Linked DNA regions of Mus musculus: region 2 is linked to region 1. The links are chromatin contacts, called in public Hi-C maps. All regions are on one chromosome and are shown on one strand. Each heading gives the region's core, a stretch centred on a gene start, on an enhancer-like site or on the middle of the called end of the contact. The rest is flanking DNA. Distances are from core to core; before and after follow the strand shown. Region 1 has its middle 29 kb from the start of Dars. Region 2 overlaps Gm41950 (a long non-coding RNA gene).

Region 1 (6,325 bases), core at 1,341-3,840:
TACAAATAATAATAATAGTAATAATAAAGTGGAGAGGGACTAGGATATGGCTCAGTCAGTAAAGTGCTTGCAGCACAAATGGGAGGACCTGAGTTCAATCCCAAGCATATACACAGAAAAGGCCAGGCATAGCAACGTGCACCTGTAATTCTAGCACTGAGGTAGTGGAGATAGGGGACCCTCTGGAATTTGCTGACCAGCTAGGCTGGTTAAGAAAAGTGAGCTCCAGGTTTAATAAGAGACTCCAGATTGAGGTAGAATCATGGAGCCTCCTAATGCTCCTACCCTTTAACAACAGCTCCTCTAGTTGTAGTGACCCCCAGACAGAAAATCATTTTGTTGTTACTCCATAACTGTAATTCTGCTACTGTTGTGAATCATAATGTAAATATCTGATATGCAGGTTATTTGATATGTGACCCCTGTAAAAGGGTCATTCAACAGCAAGGCCCCCGCAAAGGGATCAACTAAAAGGTTGAAAACCACTGAGTTGGAGAGATGATTCAGCAGTTAAGGTATTAATGATGGAGTTCAGATGCCAACTACCATATCAGGCTGTAATTATTGCTCCTGCTCCTGCTCCTGCTCCTGCTCCTGCTCCTGCTCCTGCTCCTCCTCCTCCTGCTCCTGCTCCTCCTCCTGCTCCTGCTCCGGCTCCTGCTCCTCCTCCTCCTCCTCCTCCTCCTCCTCCTGCTCCTGCTCCTGCTCCTGCTCCTCCTCCTGCTGCTCCTCCTCCTCCTCCTGCTCCTCCTCCTCCTCCTGCTTCTGCTCCTGCTCCTCCTCCTCCTCCTGCTCCTGCTCCTCCTCCTCCTGCTCCTCCTCCTGCTCCTGCTCCTGCTCCTGCTGCTCCTCCTCCTGCTCCTCCTGCTCCTCCTGCTCCTGCTCCTGCTCCTCCTCCTGCTCCTGCTCCTGCTCCTGCCCCTTTCCCTGCCCTACCCCTGCTCCTCCTCCGCCCCTGCCCCTGCCCCTGCCCCTGCCCCTGCTCTTCCTCCTGCCCCTGCCCCTGCCCTGCTATTAGGAGTCCTACATGAAGACTGAACTGCACAACTGTTACATATTTACTGATGGGCAGGGTCTGTCCCATGCATGCTCTCTGTTTGGTGGTTCTGTCTCTATGAGCCCCTATGGGCTCAGGTTAGTTGATTCTATAGGTTTCCTCATGGTGTCTTTGACCTCTCTGGCTCCTTAAATTCTTTGTCCCCTTCTTCTTCCACAGAATTTTCCAAGCTCTACCTAATGTTTGGCTGTGGGTCTCTGCATCTGTTTCAATCAGTTGCTGGGTGAAGCCTCTCAAATGACAGTTATGCAGGCACTTTTCTGGAAATATAGCAGATTATTATTAATAGTGTCAGGGATGGGCTTTGTCTTGTGGCATGGATCTCAAGATGGGTAAGTCACTGGTTGGCTGTCCCCTCCATTTCTGCTCCATCTTTACTCCAGCACATCTTGTTGACAGAAGAAAGTGTGGGTCTAAGGTTTTGTGGCTGGGTTGGAGTCCCAATCCCTCCATTGGAAGTCTTTTCTAGTCACAGGAGATGGCCATTTCAGGCTCCATATCCCCTATTGCTAAGAGTCTTAACTAGGATCACCTTCACAGAGTCCTTCAAGTTTCCATTGACTTAGGTTTCTAGCTTGTCCTAGAAATGCCCTCCCCCCACAATTTCCAGTTCTCCCCTCTCTCCACAGCCTGTCCACTGAATCCCTCCTACTCCCCTCCCCAGCCCTTCTCCTACCCAGGTCCCTCCCTCCATTCACACCCTCCATGTCTATTCTATTTCCCCTTCTTAGTGAGATTCAATCTTCTCCCCTTGTTAGTTTCTTTGAATCTGTGGATTATAGCATGGTTATACTATGCTTTATGGCTACTATCTACTTATAAGCAAGTATATACCATATGTGTCTTTCTGAGTCTGGGTTGCCTCACTCCACATGATCTTTTCCAGTTCCATCTATTTGCCTGAAAATTTCATCATGTCATCATTTTTAATAGCTGAATAGTATTCCATTGTGTAAATGCACCTTCTTTATCCATTCTTCAGTTGAGGGACAAAGTCTGTTTTTTAAAAGTAAGCTGGGAGTAGAGGAAACTATTTGGTATTGCCCTCCATTTGCACTTACACATGCATGCACGTATGTACCTATTCATACCCACACAACACATTCTCCTAAGGTCAGATGGCATTGATAACAGCAGCCCACACTTCCTATATACAGACATTTGACCTTGAAGATGGACCAGCCACCAGCTGCCCTTGGGATGCTTTGTGGTGTCCCTTACTACTTGGGCAAGAGATCTGTTACTCAACTTCACTCTGCACTCATTGTAAAATCAAAGGCAGAAGGAACTTCAAACCACAGGCCCAACTTTCTAGCCAGCTCTGCAGACCTTCTCAAGAATTCCAAGTTAGAACATGCTCCTCTGCTCGCTCTGTGGCCCAGAACTATAAATGTAGAACAAGGGAGACAGAACTATCCATCTCCTTAAACCACTTCTTCCTCAAGAGCTTCACACTAGATCTGACTCGGCCTTGGAAAGGGAGGTGCACAGGCTGCTGCTGGCAGTTGGTGGCAGTACAGAGGAAGTGACAAAGAGAAACTTGGGGTTGGTGGCGACAGCAGAAGTGGTAGAAGGTAGCCCGTGATGCGAGAGGATGTCCTATGTGTCATACCCCGCTGCTAAAGGCACCTTGTTCACCACACCTTTTATCTGGAATCCCTTCAAGAGATAGACAGAGCAGGCTGTAAAGATGGTGCCACTGTTAAGAGCATATACTGTCTTCCAGATGACCCCAGCTGGGTTCCCAGAACTCATGGAGGGACTCCAGCTCCAGGCCTCCAATCTCCAATACCTTCTGACCTTCAGATACCTTCTCTCTCTCTCTCTCTCTCTCTCTCTCTCTCTCTTTCTCACACACACACACACACACACACACAGAGAGAGAGAGAGAGAGAGAGAGAGAGAGAGAGAGAGTTTAAAAAATAAAACAGAATCTTTTTTTAAAAAGAGAGCAAAGGGCTGAGGCTGCAGCTCAGTTGGTTAGTTGGGAGAGTACCTGCCTAGCACTCAGAAAGCTGTGGGTTCTCCCCCAGTGCTGCATAACACCAGGCATTGAGTACACAGCTGTAACTCCAGAGGTAGGGTCATCCTCAGCTATATCTAAGTCCCAGGTCAGCCTGGGCTAACATGAAACCCTGTCTCCAAGTAAGAAAGAGAAAAGGTAAAGAGGCAAGTCAGAGCTGTGGATTTACAAGAAACTGGAGACTTAACAAACTTAGGTTGGTAAAGATACACACAAAGGACTCTAGACCAGCACAGGAATACTTGCTTAGCCACGTGAATAATAGCTTCATTGCTTTCAATAGACAGGAAATGTAACCAGCCTAGATGTTCATCAACAGATGAATGGCTAAAGAAAATGCAGTATGTGTAGATAATAGAGTTTTATGCAGTTGTAAAGAAAAAAACTAAATCGTGGCATTTTTGGGAAGATGGTGTAGCTATTATTGTTAGATCTCGGAAACCGGTTTACTCTGCTGGCCAAGTCAAGCATGTTCTTCCCTCTTGTGGCTTTCTCCTTTATATCTACAGCAAAAATCTCCATACTTAAGGGGTCATGTCCTCTGCCTTCCACTTCATTTTTTCATTCAATTGTATTAAGTGAAATCATCCAGACAATTGTCAGAAAGGCAAATACTGTGTTTTAAAGTTATGTATGTGTTTGAGCATGTGTGTGTGAGTGTGTGTGTGTGTGTGTGTGTGTGTGTGCAGGTCACAAAGCTAGAAAGGGGATCATGGGAGGGAAGGGAGAGATCTTTAGCATGGTGGGAAATAGAGATGCATGTAATGTGTGGTGTGTAAGCAGAGAGCTTAAGAGGGGACTAGAGAGGAAGGGAGAGAGTTGGATCAGAGCAGCATGAATAGGTAGGCAAAGAGGGAACAAGTGTGAAGTATAATGGATGATATCCATTATTTTGTATGATACCCTAAAATTTTAATTAAGAAATTAAAACTAAAAAAAAAGAAAAAAGAAAAGAAAAGAAATCTGGAGTTAGGAAAGACACTGGGCATTTGGAAGGAGGTGGCATTTGAGAGGATTTGTAAGATTAAAGGATAACCTTTAATCTTACAGCACAGGACAATAGAAGAGGTGCTCCTTGTTGAGAGCTGAGAGCATCCTTGGAGGAAGGAAGGTCAATGGGTAGGGTGGGAAGGAAAAATAGGACAGGCTTCCAGGAAGAGGAAGCAAATATCAGAAGCAATAGCACCTGTTGGACAGGATTTCTGCCATCTCTGAAATTCTTTCTCCTTGAGTCTTCTATAGCCTTTGTGTGATATTGCACGCCTTTAATTCCAGTGCTCAGGAGACAGGAGCAGGTGGATCTCTGTGAGTTCAAGGCCAGCCTGGTCAACAAATCAAGTTCCAGAACAGCCAAGACTGGGGAGGGAGAGGCAGGTGGTTCTCTGCTAAGAGTTCCAGACCACCAAGGGCTATATAGTGGGACTCTAAGAAAAAGAGAAGGAGGGGGAGGAGGAAGAGGAGACAATTAAATGAGAAATTAAAAGCAACTACTTGGAGGGAAAGGAGCCAAAGGTCAACAATTCACTCTGAAAGTCATCTAGGAAGTACCATAAGGATCTGGAGAGATGGCTCAGCACTTAAGAGTGTGTCCTGCTCTTGCAGAAGGCTGGGGGAGTTCAGTTCCCAGCTTCCAGGTCAGACAGCTAACCACCACACGTAAACCTAGTTCCAGGAGATCTGATGCCCTCTTCCTGCCTCTATGGGAATGTACATTCATGTGTACATAGCCACACAGACACACTCAGACACGATTTAAAATGTTTTGAGTAAATAATTTTTAAATGATGGGATAAAGGAAGGAAGAACAGATATTTACATGTTCACAACAGAATCCATTAACTGGGTATAGGGAAATTCCCTGCCTAACTTTTCCTGTGTGATTGATTTTTTTTTTTTCCTCACGAAAAAGGGGTATGGGTGTTCTTTGGTAGGTCCTGAGATCTTGATCAAGTTTTTATTTAATTTTCTTGGACTTAGCCTTACTCAACTACAAAAGAAAAAAGAAAAAAAAAAGAGGTGTTGAAATAGTTAATTGTGCCAAGGTCCCTCCAGCCTCCAAATTCTCTTACTCTCTCTTCTGTGGCAGGGAAGATAATGGTGACCACCACAGAGTCATCTAAGCCACCATGGCTTAGATCTGCTCTGAGAGGTAGTTCATCTTCCTTACAGCGTGTCAGGGATGAGCTAAAGTGGACCAGGGCAGAGTGACAGCGCCGGCTGTGGCTCCAGAGCAGGTGCCGGGCAGCCAGACTGAACTGTGTTTTGAAAGCAGCCACCTGTTACTGTGATTGTGTGTCTGTTTTTCCTGGCTTATGGGATTTCACTCCAGCTGTTGTTCTCAGACAGGGGTTCATTTCCTCTAAGAACCACCCAGTTCACATATCCGAAACTTAGAGCTTGTGTATAGACTGAGTCAGCTCTGCAAGTCTCCAGAATCAACCAAGCTGCCAGGGACCCTAAAGTCACTCAGAGGTTTGAATGACAGGTTTCAAGGGAACATTGGCAGTCGTGTCTTTCAAGGTGTCTGTTACAGATAATCAGCTTTTGAATTTTGGCTTCAGAAACAAAGAGCCATGTGGCTCAGCTACACAGACTGGGGTCTATGGACATTCCTGTCCAAGTTCTTTCTAATTTTTCTGTGTACTTGATTTTTTTTTTTTTTAAATAAAATGGAGACGTGTTTCTCCATAGGTTCTGTGATTCTGAGCCTGTTTTTATTTAACTACCTCCATTAACAGAGCTAGATCATGATGGCTTGGTTCCTGCTTTTTCCCTGTTACAAGAACATCATGTAGAGGCGTGGATGGAAATTTTGATGAGTCATGCTTGGCGTTTTGCTAAGACTTGCTTTTTTTTTTGGGTTAGGTTGGCTTGATTTTTCTCATGGTTGGCTTTTTGCTGATCAACAGTTTGGTAGGGTTTGTTAATCCATCCATGATTTAGTGTTTGGCTGAGTCATGATTAGACTTTTTTCTGAGTTTTTGTTTGTTTGTTTGTTTGTTTGTTTGTTTTTTGAGACAGCATTTCTCTGTGTAGCCCTGGCTGTCCTAAGACTTTGTCTTTATAGTACAGAGTTTTACTTATTTATGTATGTTTTTTGAGACAGGTCTCTCTATGTGGCCCAGGCTGTCCTGGAATTTTCTCTATAAATCAAGCTGGCCTTGGACTCAAAGATCTACCTGCCTCTGGAATTAAAGGCATATACCACTGTGCCTGGAACTCACTTTGTAGACCAGGCTGGCCTC
Region 2 (6,325 bases), core at 1,877-4,376, 100 kb before region 1:
AAACAAAAGAAAAAGAACTCGAGTTAGTTGGCCCAATGTAGTGAATTGATTATAAATGACATAAGCTAATCACGAGAAAGCAAACTCAGTAAAGAATTAGTTGAAGAAACTAAAAAGTTTGTGCATGAGTGCTCAAGGCTTATAACCTTCTTGTGTACTTAAAAGTACATTCAAGAGGAAAGTATTTCTAACAACAATAAACAAACAAACAAACAAAAACTCAGAGGCCACCTTTTGCAGAAGAACAAAGAACCAGCTGCTCTGGTCTGGAGGAGTATTGTCTATTAGAGATTTGGGCTTTTGGGGTTTTGTTTGTTGGTTTTTAAAAACATTCCCTTGTGGGAGATAAGTGTGCGTGTGTGTGTGTGTGTGTGTGTGTGTGTGTGTGTGTGTGTGTGTGTGTGTGTGTGTTTACACCAATGGATAACTTGTGGGAGTCAGTTCTCCTTCTACCTTGTGGGTTCCTAGAATCAAAGTCAGACTGCCAGGCTTTGCAGCAAGCAGCTTTGACCAGTTGAGCCATCTCTCAGAACTTTCTGTTGTCCTTTCCATCTTCCTTCCTTCCTTCCTTCCTTCCTTCCTTCCTTCCTTCCTTCCTTCCTTCCTTCCTCTCTCTTTCTTTCCAATCCCAGCTTGGCCTTAAAGAACACGATCTGTAGCTGAGGATAACCTTGAACTCCTGAGCCTCCCAGCATGCCCTGCCATGCCAACCAGCTAATTCTCTTGCAGCTCACTCCCCGTTCTCAACAAAAGATGGTTATAAATACCAAAGTGTGATCACCCAGATCCCTGACCACCTCCTGCCTGGTGAGGGACTCCTTTTGGTGCTGTCTACCATGGTGAAACACAGCCAAAAGAGCCCTGGCAGAACCAAGCTGACACCAAAGAGACCTCACCAGAACCAAGCAGATACACATGAACCCCTGAAACAATGAGATGCATAAACTTTGTCTACTATAAAGCTAGTTTTTTTGGGGGGGCGGGGGGAGAAGAGTTTATTCGTTTTATAGCTTGTAGCCCATCATCCAGAGATATGAGGACAGAACCTTGAGATAGGAACGGAGGCAGAGGCCATAAGGGAATGCTGCTTTCTGACTTTCTCCTCATGGCCATAAAGCTAGTTGGACTCTAACACTTCACCATAAGAACAAACATCATGGTTGAGTACATCTTCCCTAATTCCGGGATTGATACCTGGGGCCAATGTCTGCAACCAGTGAGGTGGCTCGTAGGGTTAAGGAACTTGCTCCCGAAGCCGGGTAACCTGTGTTCAATCCCAGAACCCACCAGGTAGAAGAAGAGCGCTAACCGCTGTAAATTGTTCTCTGGCCTGTATGTGAGCTCTGTGGCACATGGATGCCTACATGCACACCACAGATATACCTATATACATACATACAAACTGTAACTTAAAGAAAAACACATCAAACCCTAGCTGCAATGCATGTCCCTTGGTTATAAGGAAGGCTGGGGAGGGGGAGAGGAAGGTCTAGGAATCAACTCAGGATTCTCACAGATTAAGATAAGAGAGGATTTAAATGTGTGTGGGGGTGACAGGCGAGAGTCTCATCGCAAACTGAGAATGCAGTGGCTAGCAATTGATAGTGACAGGGGAGATAGAGAAGTCACACAAGGAATGAACTCTGGGAGTCCAGTTCTGAACGCTGGAACAGCACAGAGTCTGTGGCAGGCTTTGCACTTAGCTCTAGCACACAAGGATTAAGCCGTGGCTGGAAGGCATATTGTTTAAGGGACAGAAAAGTAGGTCTAGGGGTAGATGGCTCAGTCAGGGAAGTGCTCTCCTGGCAAGCTTGAGGAACCTATGTTAAAAAAAAAAAAAAAAAGCCAGTTGTGATGGTCGTGGCTTAAAGTGAGAGTACGAGGAAGCAGGGACAGGCAGATCCCTGGGGCTCATGGGTACGCACAGCCAGGCTACTTAAGTTCCAGGCCAGTGAGAAATGTGGTCTTAAAAACCACAGTAGACACACTGTCTGCCGGTCTCTGTCTGTCTCTCTGACTGTCTGTCTGTCTATCTGTCTCTCTCTCTCTCTCTCTCTCTCTCTCTCTCTCTCTCTCTCTCTCTCTCTCTCTCTCTCACACACACACACACACACACACACACGGGGTTGGGGGAGAATGAGGTTTATTTAGCTTGAAATCTGGAATGCTAGACATCCAAGATTGGGCAGTTCCATTGGTTCAGCCTCTGGTGAGAGTCTCCTCAGACTGGATCACATCATAGTGAGTGACATCCTGGCAAGAAAGAGAGAATACGTGTGAATATATGATGAAACAGGAGGCCAGGAAGCCACTGGGGGGTCAGGTTTGTGCTGTCCTAAGAGCCTGCCCTCGGGGCAGCAAACCCCGATACTCTAAACATCTCTTCACAGACCTTTAACTCCACCACACTGAGAACCAAGTTCCATAAACCTTGCTTGGACTAAGCATATCCAAACCACACCAAACACTTTTGTCTCTATTGCTCTTTCTTTCCCTTTAGTGCAAAGTATATAAAATATCATCACAGCATTCTTGTCTATAGTTCAGTAGATGAGCATAGGATAGGGTTTCTAGAACTTTCTCATCTTGAAAATCTGAAGTGCCACACTCTTTAAACAATGACTCACCCTTTTTCTCTTCTCCTCGGTCCCTGGAAACCACCTTCTACTTTCTGTTTCTGTGAATTTGACTGCTTCACGTAGCTCACATAAGCAGCTTCACACACTGTTATGGTTAAAACCACACACACACACACACACACACACACACACACAATGGAGATGTGACTGCAGGGAGACAGGGCCACAGAGAGAAAGTTGGGCTCTCCATGTGATTTTTACAGTGTTAGCAAGGTAGAAGACTACAGTTCTAACAGTTCATCAGCCCACTACAAATGACACTCTAAATGACAACAGTGAGCTTAATGCATACACATGCCTCCAAGCTAAGTCCTTCAGCTACCACTGCTCTAACAAATGGCCACTTCTCAACACCTGATGCTACAAACTCTGGAGCCTCTGTGGAGGAGGTGTAACTCAACCCCTGGAAGTTCCAGACTATGGTCCCGGTCAAGTGCAAGTTGTGTCTTCCTCTAAACACCAGCAAACACAGCTTTCTATAAAGGGGTAGTTAAAAAATAGGAACTTAAAAAAATGCTTTGTGTATATGTGCTCATGTGTGTCAGTGCAAGAATATGCATGCCATGCTGCACGTGTGGAAGCCAGAGGACACCCTTGGGTATAGGTCTTTGCCGTCTACCTGGCTCCAGTGAGGATGCCCCTGTTCTTGTCCATCACTGGGAACACCACAGAGCTGGTTTCTGAGTCTCTGGCAGTTCTCCCCCTCCCCATAGGAGCACTGAGACAATCAACGCACACTGCCACATCTGTTTGTATGTGAGTTCTGGGGGTCCAGGCTCAGGTCCTCACAGTTGTGTGGCAAGTACTTTACCACTGAACCATCTCCCTGGTGCCCCCCCCCCCCGACACAAAACTCTTAAACTCACATGCTGTTCCAACAAAAACAGAAGACTCCAATCATGAAGGCATCTCTCTTTAAAAAAGAAAAATTGTTTTCCATGTTATGTGTGTGTATGTGCTATGTGTACCTGCTCTGTGCACCACACACATACAAGTACCTGCAGAGAGTGTGGGATCCTCTGGAGCGGGAGTTATGGGCAGCTCTGAGATGCTTGTGGTTTGTTTTTTGGATGATTTTTTTTTCTTGAGACACGAACCCCAGTGCTCTTCAGGTAAGTTCTTAATTGTTGGGCCACCTCTCCATCATAGTTCGTCTCTTTTAGCTTGGGAGTTTGAGGAAGGTCAGGATCTCACATAGCCCAGGCTGACCTCAAACTCACTAAATAACTGAAAATGACCTTGAACTCCTGGTCTTCCTGCCTACACCTCCAGAGTACGGAATCACAAGTCCATAGTGCCATTTGTGGGTTATTGTGATACCAGAGATCAAACCCAGGGCCTCATGCATGAGAGGCAAACTCTACCAGCTCAGGCACATCCCTATCCCTCAAATCCTCTTTTAAGGTGAGAGGAATTCTCTTTTTCCAGACTTGTCCAAAGAAAAGGCACTTTTGACAGAAGAGCCCTTTTCCTGACCGCTTGCTTCGCAAAGAACAAAAGATAGAAAGAGATCTTTGTGAAACATTGTGTCCAGGCCTTGCTGCTGATGTTTAACCCATACTTCCTGCGTGTAAAGCCAGCGACTCTGTGAGCACCTCCAACTTGAGTGCAAAGAGAGCCTGTACTCCCTGCAGGGCCCTAATCTTAGGAAGATCTGAGTAAGGAAAGAAAGGGAAAGGGGGCCAAGGTGCTTTCACGCTCATTAGCATTTTCAATTTCCTTTTCCAGCCCTCTTCCTGCTCCCTTCCTCTCACCACAATGAGCTAATTCTTCCTGATCGATGGTGGCTTGTAGATAACCGGCTGGGCTTTCTTGTTCTCATATTCTCCTGTCCATCACACAATGCGTTCCAAATGCAGCTTAGATGGAAGATGGCTGAACCTGAGCATCTTAAATATCCACAGAGCATGTTTCTCTTTCAAGCTGCTTCTTCCTTCAGCTTTCATAAAGGGAGAAGAAACCCTGGCTTCCTCGACCTTATTCTTTAGAGTCACAAAAGGGATACATGAACCATGTGGATGCTGGAGAAATAGTTCAGTTGTTAAAATGAATTGTCCCACAGGCATGAAAACCTAATTTCTGTCATCAGCATCCACATAAGAAGTGTGTGTGTGTGTCTGTGTGTGTGTCTGTGTGTGTGTGTGTGTGTGTGTTGTTGGGGGTGTGTGTGTGTGTGTGTGTGTGTGTGTGTGTGTGTGTGTGTGTGTGTGTCTGTATATGCTTGTAATCCCAGAACAGAAGAAGCTGAGATATGAGGGTCTCTGGGCTCAGGGAGCAGGAAGAGTATGCAAATACAGTAAACTCCAGGTCCAGTGAGGAAACTCTATCTCAAAAGCTAGGTGAAGGGAGCCAGAAAGACAAGTGAGCACTTCATCGTGCTTGATGCTCTTCCGGAAGACCTGAGTTCAGTTCTCAGCACCCACACTGCATGGCTCACAACTCCTGTAACTCCAGCTCCAGGGCTCTGACACCCTCTTCTGGCCTCTTCTGTCTTTCCTTTTACAAAAACATCTGAATCCTCTCTTTAGAGTGATCTTGCATTATTTTGCTGACAAGGCCACAATGGTCACCTATGCCCTCTTCTGGCCTTTTCTGGTTTCTGAACTTATGTGTGCATATCCCCACACACAGATACATACATATACACAATTGAAAATAAAATAAGTCTTAAAAAGGGGCAGAGAACAAAGAGACAGTCATCAGGCCTCTGCATGTACAAACACACAAGAATGCATACAATTAAACACACATACACACACACATTAATTAAATGAAAGAAATAACAAAATCTAAAGAATGTGAACCTTTGGGGCCATGTATGGGCCCATCCTTGTCATGCTGACAGCTCCGAAGACTTTCACAACACGTACCATGGGTGATCAAACTCTAAGCACATCTTTGTTTTTCCTAAATAGCTGCATTATCCGTCTAATGCTAGAGACAGCATCTGCTCTGTGTGTAATTTCCACACTCACTTGGCACCATCAACTGCCTTTGATGACACCAGGGCTGGTGCTTTGTGGTCCCCCCCCCCTTTCCAGCTGCAAGACCCAGATGTCAGGTTCCGGAATGCGTTTTCTCTGGCAGGGGAATATGGCTGGCTTCTTTCTACAGTCCCCACGTAGGTGGCTATTGTGGGCCTGCCAGCAAAATAATGCAAGATCACTCCAAAGACAGGATTCAGATGTTTTTGTAAAAAGGAAAAACAGAGTCCAAATGGGGGGGGGAGATGGGGGGAGGGGAATGGCGAGCAGCACACATTTCTTACGCCTTTAATTATAAGCCAGGCGTGCGGAGCCGAGCAAATTGTGGGGCTCTTCATTCAACATTCAACTGTTGCTGGTTGGGTTTTTTGTTATTGCTTTCTTTTCTTTTCTCTTCTTTTCTTCTCTTTTCTTTTCTTTTCTTTTCTCTTCTTTTCTTTTCTTTCTTTCTTTTTTTTATGGCAGTTTGAGTTTGGGTTATTTATGTATTTATTTTTAAATCTCTCTATTCTGCATCTAAAATCAGCAGCTGGGGGGGGGGATGAAGGGTCTGTTTAAATGAATCACACCTACAAGATAGGATCAGGCCTGATGTGGAATATGCAGCTAAGAGAACAGAAAGGAGGGGAGGAGAGAAGGAGAAAGAGAGGGATCGATAAAGTGCATCAGGGGCAGCTTTTGGGTCGCCTAGATGTTGGGGGG

Evidence for each region. Hi-C and Micro-C count contacts between places; a contact is called where the count stands out from the background.
Region 2: a contact with region 1 is called in a Hi-C map of granulocyte-monocyte progenitors, with 4 times the contacts expected there. The contact joins two enhancer-like sites. A contact is called at or near these places in 1 of 15 datasets of contacts at CTCF or cohesin (CD8 T cells), 4 of 484 Hi-C or Micro-C datasets (the Ba/F3 cell line, Th1 cells, granulocyte-monocyte progenitors and 1 more), 2 of 115 datasets of contacts at active chromatin or transcription factors (bone marrow-derived macrophages and embryonic stem cells) and 1 of 9 other capture datasets (embryonic stem cells).

What each region holds. Positions count from the first base shown.
Region 1 is chr1:128,443,661-128,449,985 of GRCm38.p6, reverse strand. No RefSeq gene overlaps it. Among named protein-coding and RNA genes, the nearest start is that of Dars, 29 kb to the right of the region's middle. Within about 2 kb of position 2,590, at least 66 of the 459 cell types and tissues checked have an H3K27ac peak or open chromatin away from gene starts, as enhancers often do. A contact at or near this core is called in the Ba/F3 cell line, CD8 T cells, Th1 cells and 2 more, where this site is marked.
Region 2 is chr1:128,545,217-128,551,541 of GRCm38.p6, reverse strand. It overlaps Gm41950 (a long non-coding RNA gene), which reads right to left. Exons shown (of 3, transcript XR_878510.1): 3 at 2,136-2,253. Among named protein-coding and RNA genes, the nearest start is that of Gm41950, 6.0 kb to the right of the region's middle. Within about 2 kb of position 3,126, at least 105 of the 459 cell types and tissues checked have an H3K27ac peak or open chromatin away from gene starts, as enhancers often do. A contact at or near this core is called in the Ba/F3 cell line, CD8 T cells, Th1 cells and 2 more, where this site is marked.